Regions from separate parts of the Macaca mulatta genome. Here region 1 is linked to region 2. Evidence: chromatin contacts called from public Hi-C data. All regions are on one chromosome and are shown on one strand. Each heading gives the region's core, a stretch centred on a gene start, on an enhancer-like site or on the middle of the called end of the contact. The rest is flanking DNA. Distances are from core to core; before and after follow the strand shown. Region 1 holds the start of DAPK2 (death associated protein kinase 2). Region 2 has its middle 26 kb from the start of MIR422A.

Region 1 (2,700 bases), core at 37-2,536, 160 kb before region 2:
TATGGGAATGGAGATGCCTCCAGATGATTTCAGCCCCCAGCTATTCAGGTGTTCCCAGTTGAAATCCCAGACACTGCACAGCAGAAATAAGCCATACACACTGTGCTGTCTGAACTTCTGTCCCTCAGAATGCATGAACATAATGAAATTGTTCTCCTGTGCCACCAAGGCTGGTAATGGTTTGTCAACCGTGACAGATAAATGGAAATGGAGGAAGAGGTGTTTAGGGATAGTTTGGTGGGGGACTCCCCATGTTGGTGAAACTTCACCAGTGGGTGTCCTTCCCCTAGGTCCATCGACATCAGAAGCCACCTCTGGTCTTGGATATTACTCTATATATCATGGTGCTCTTAGGAGAGGAGGCTCGCTGACTGCACTGTTCTGGATTATTGTGAAGTTTGTAAACAAGGAACTCTTTCTCAAGGATGTCCTGGACGCGGAGGCACTGCTCAGCTGGAGGGCGGGGTCCATCTGTATTTGTCCCAATGTCCAAAAGGCTGAAGGTGTGTGTGTGCTCACACTGGTAGAGGTCCTCTAGGTGCATCTTACACACTCCATCTCATCTCAACCCCACCATAGCTTCATTAGGAGCTACCGGAAGGAGCGTTTCTCCCACTTTACTGATGAAGAAAGAGCCATGCCCAAGAACATACATACGGAGTGGCAGGGCAGGGCTTTGAACCTGGTGGTAGGACTGAATCTAAGGCCCTTTTGAGGAGCCCCGTGGGTGACTTAGGGATGGAAATTCCAGGGGTTGGGGGGGTCCTCATTTGCTTCCTCTAAACAGCCTCTTGTTTTGAAATAAGACTAATAAACTTGGCTTAAGTTCTATTTTCCCTTCCTTCCTCCCTTCACCCACTCCACTCTCATTCCTTTTTTTCTTCGGGATTTTTTGGCAGAGGGCAGAGAGGAGCAACCCCTCCCAAGTCCTCTATTAGAGAAGGCGTGATGGCGAGATGGAGGCTTCACTCACCAACCATGCTAGGACAAAGGGCAAACTAGGGCAGGCCGCTCCCACGCTGGGTCGGGGGCAGTGAGGAGCAGAGCGGCCCTTCTCATCGCAGCCCCCACCTTGCCATGCGCTGTGGGCGTGAGGTTTCCAGGAGAGTCTGTGGTGTAGGGAGCAGAGCTGGCTGGGAGGGAGGAGGCGGCCTATTCCTCAGTGGGGCTTCCTCGCTCACGGTGTGTATGGTGGGGAGAGAGGCACGCAATTGCCCTTTTCTGAGGATTGTGCCAGACCATATCACACATATAAGCTCATTCAAATCGATTTCCAGATAAGGCCGGGGGAGGGTAGCCGACTTGCCCGAGGCCACGTAGCATGTGCGCGGCAGAGCCGGTGGGGACGCGCAGAGGGTCTTGCTACCGACTCTCCCCGCTCTCCCGGGAGCCTGGGAGCCCTGGGGCGTCCCCTACCTGGCCGGGAAGCTGGGCTCTCGCCCCGGGGTTGTCCGGAGGGGGCTCCAGCAGGGGGCGCCCAGAGCCCCGTCCCGCGCAGTCGGGCGCGCCTCCAGCCGGCGCCTGGGACGGGGCTGGCCGCTCCGCCCCCTCGGCTCCTCGGCTGCTCGGCGGGCGGGCGCCGGGCGCTCTGGGAGGAGAGGACTGCAGGGCCGAGCCCAGCTCACCCCGCCGTGTCCCCAGTGCCCGCCGCGGTCGCCGCAGCGCAGCCTCCCGCCGTGAGTAGCACCTGTCTGCGGGCTCGACGGGCAGGACGGGGCGCGCGGCCTGACAGCAGCAGCGCCCGGGGCTGGGGCTGGCGGGGCCAAGAGATCCGGGCACTCGCTCTCAGATCCCGGGCCCGACGCCCCAGTGCCTGACGCCGTGGCCCGGGGCATTGTGGCCGCCACCGGAGCGCTGGAGCTGCCCGCTGCTGCCCTGGGGCGCCCTCCGGAGCCTGGCACTTTGACCTGGGAGACAGGATGGGAGCGGTGGGCAGAGCCAAGCACCTAGCAGGGAGATGGGACACAAACGTCCATCGAGTTAGGCCCCCTGGAACGGGCAGAGCACGCCCAGCTCCCGGCCAAGTCTTTTCAGCTTGGGCCGACTCTCTCACCTCCTGCTCCCGCCTGGCACAAGGAGGTGATGCGAGGAGGGTGCTCAGATGTCTGAGCCTCCTGTGGGGACGAATGAAGCTGTGGTCCCCGCCGTCAGGCGCCCCGGCCTGGGGCAGAGCTAGGGTGGGCGAGGGGCAGCCAGCACGCGTGCTGCAGGTTGGGGTGGAAGGGCTTGGAAGGGCGTTGCTAACAGTTGTCTAGGACTCTGAGCCAGGCATTGTGGAAGTCCCAAGGCCTGCATAGGTCTGGCTAACCCTCACTATAACTCTGCACGGTGGAAACTGGTATTGTTACTTTACAAAAGAGAAAACGAGGCCCAGAGAGGTGAGCTTCGTTGAAGCCGTGCAGGTAATGGTAAGGTAGGGGTACACACTGGAGAAGAGGGCACCATAGCTGGCTGCCTCGGGGGCAGATGCAGGGACAGTGCCTGACTTCTTGTACACTGGAATCCACTGGAGGGCAGCTGCTCTGGTTTCTGACACTGCGTTTCTCAACTGCCTCTGTGGAAGGTATTCCTGGGAGAGTCCTGTTGACCTAAGAGGCCCTGGCGCCTTGGCCTCTTCACAGCTAACTTCAGAGCCCTGTCCTTCCCCAAACCACTCATCTCCCAAGATGTTTTTTGAGCACCTCAAGTGGCACCACTGAT
Region 2 (2,747 bases), core at 209-2,708:
AGGAGGAAAACTGCTCATTGCTAAGAGAAGGGGAACAGCTGCTGGGAGATGAACTTCATGTCTCCTTCAGTTCTCATGTCTCCTTCAGTTCTCTTCCTCTGCTGCTGCCTCTGCGGGTGCCTTCTACTTGTTCAGGACTGCCTCGTGAGCAAACTTTCTGGGGTTCAAATGAGGCCCCCTACTCCCAACACACCTGCCCAGGAGTTGGTCCTGCTACAGCCTTCAAAACCTGCAGGCAGGAGGATTGCTTGAGCACAGGAGTTTGAGGCTGCAGTGAGCTATGATCACGCCACTGCACGTCAGCCTGGGCAACACAGCAAGACCCCCCTCTTTAAAATAAAATAATAATAATAATAATAATAACCTGTAGGCCCTGCCTCTATCAATCTCCCTTCCCTGGAAAGAAGCATCATACGTGGGCAGGAGGTGCTGCCATGGAAACCCTGGCTTTGGAGTTAGCCTGGACCTCAGCGTCTGAATCCCAGTTCTGGCACCTTCTTGGCTGGGTAAGTGTTAGCAAGGAACTGAGCCTCAGTTCTCCCTCTTGTAAAGTGGGAACGACAGTAAGCTCCTGCAGGGTTTCTATGAGGGTGAAATGCAATGAGCTGATGCAGGCGAAGTTCCCGTTCCATTGCACTCAGAATGGGTTGCTGCTGTAACAGCCGTGCTTTTTATTGACAGCATACAGTACAGCATAAAAATAGACATGTAAGTGAGGAGCCTGGAGCAAAAGGGGAAGGAAGATCCCCTGTAGTGGTTCTGGCCCTGGCAACCACTCTGGCGACTGCAAAGCATGTGATTGGTAGGGCCCTTCACACGAATAAGGGGTCATGCCTCTCGCTTCTGCATGCCATGGGCTGGGTGTGTGGCTCCCACGGCCTGCATACTCTGCAACTCTGGGGTTAGTGAAGGAGCCTCACTACCCAGCCACAAGGCACATTCTGCTTTCCACACATCTGACTCCTTCAACTAGAACCCCATGCCCCTACCATGACCGCCACCAAGTGCAAAGCTGCTGTGCCTGAGCACTGCAGCAGCCAGCCCTCTTCCTGCCTGTCTGTGGCCGGTGTGGTTTGTGTAGGAGAAGCAATAATCGTAGCATCCCCACTTACCATGTGCCGGGTGGTTTGCATATATTATCTTTAGTCCTGATGACACTCCCGAGCAAGAGCTCTGGTCTGTTTTACAAAGGCAGGAAACCAAGGCTCAGAGAGGTAGATGACTTTTCTAAAACCAAACAGCTAGCAAAGTAGCAGGGGAGATTGGGCTCAAATTCAGTTCTACCTGGCTGCAAAGACTGAGTGCTTTGCACCGTACAGTGAGGCTCGGGAGACTTGAAGTCCAGGTCAGGGTCATCCATTAACTCACATGGGACTGAGGCAAGCACCTCCCCTTGCTGGTCCTCAGTTTCCTCACCTAGGAATCGGGTAATGCCTAAGGTTAGGACTCTGTTCTCTCAGCATCTGACTTCTTGGAGGTCCTCTGCTGTCATGGGTACAAAGGGCAGAATTGTGGCCCAGGCGATCTCAGTATCTCCCAGTTTCCCTTTGGGAGGCTCTCCTCTGGCCAGGCTGGTGTCTTCCCACTGCCAAGGGGTCTGGAACCCTGCAGTCACCCCTTCTAGGAGTGCTCTGCTCTGTCCTCTGAACATTCCTTTCTACAGCTTCGAACAAAAATGTTCCAATGTCTTGTCTACGTTTTCATCATGTCTCATCTCTCTTGGGTTCTGCCATCTTCCAGAAGACCTAGGAGGGAAGCGGAGATGCTCATCTGAACTAAAGGGTGAGGGATTCATGGGCTCCTAGTTGCGTTTTTGTCAGGAGCTTCTAGAAATAGTGTCGCAATCTAAAGGAGCAGATGGTCAATTTAGTAACTTCATCAGGGCCTCTGAGTCCACTTAGTCCCCTGCATATTCACTGTGATTTGTGCTCTATTCGGCTCTCCCTGAGTATAATGTGCTCCCTGAGGGAGGGCAGGGACTGGGCCTTGCTCCCAGGCCAAAAGACTCGATTGATGGAGCACCCAGGCCTATAGCACAGGACTGGAACCCCATCTGACTCTGCTCGTGGGAACTGCAGCCACTTCCTGAACTCCCTCCCCACCTCAGACAGGCCTGAAATGTATCCCTTGCTAGCTAAAGAAGGGGCAAGGAGGAGGGCGAGGGTTTAGAAAGACAAAAAGTATGTGGATTTCTTCTTCCTCAGTCTCTCCAATGCTTGAGCCCTCCCAGGCCACAGGAAGCTTCCAGGAGCCCAGCTAGGTTCTTTAGGGCCAGGGAGTAAGGCTATCTGGAAGTAATAAAAGGGAAGACATTGAGCATTAATCAAGTTCCTGTTAAGCACAGGCATTATTCTAGATGTGTCTACAGACTTATACTTGTCTCCGTTTTGCAGATGAGAAAACAGAGGACCTGAGAAGTTGTGCTGCATGAGATAACGAGGCTAGTAGCTGGTGGAGCCGGGGTTTGAACTCAGGTCTAACTTTAAAGTCCACAGGTGTGTGCTCTTGCAGGCTGCCTCTGGGTGGCTCCTGCGGACAGAGGCTGTAGAACTTTAGGACCTGTGCCTCATTTCCCTCAGGACCCACACAGGTAGTCCTGGATGTCGACCTTGTGTCCGCTGGGGCCAGCCCCACCCAGCCGGACACCGTGCAATGTTACCTTCTGCCCTGGTCTGCATTCACTGGCCATCCACACATACTTTTCTGAGGGATGCTTGGTAACTAAGGCCACCAGGTGGCGCTGCAAA

The links. Hi-C and Micro-C count contacts between places; a contact is called where the count stands out from the background.
Region 1: a Hi-C map of blood shows a contact between it and region 2, with 2.7 times the contacts expected there. The contact joins the promoter of DAPK2 here to the enhancer-like site in region 2. A contact is called at or near these places in 2 of 14 Hi-C or Micro-C datasets (blood and liver).

What each region holds. Positions count from the first base shown.
Region 1 is chr7:41,391,526-41,394,225 of T2T-MMU8v2.0, reverse strand. It overlaps DAPK2 (death associated protein kinase 2), which reads left to right and starts at 1,286. Exons shown (of 11, transcript XM_077939551.1): 1 at 1,286-1,676.
Region 2 is chr7:41,233,997-41,236,743 of T2T-MMU8v2.0, reverse strand. No RefSeq gene overlaps it. Among named protein-coding and RNA genes, the nearest start is that of MIR422A, 26 kb to the right of the region's middle. Within about 2 kb of position 1,458, at least 14 of the 40 cell types and tissues checked have an H3K27ac peak or open chromatin away from gene starts, as enhancers often do. A contact at or near this core is called in blood, where this site is marked.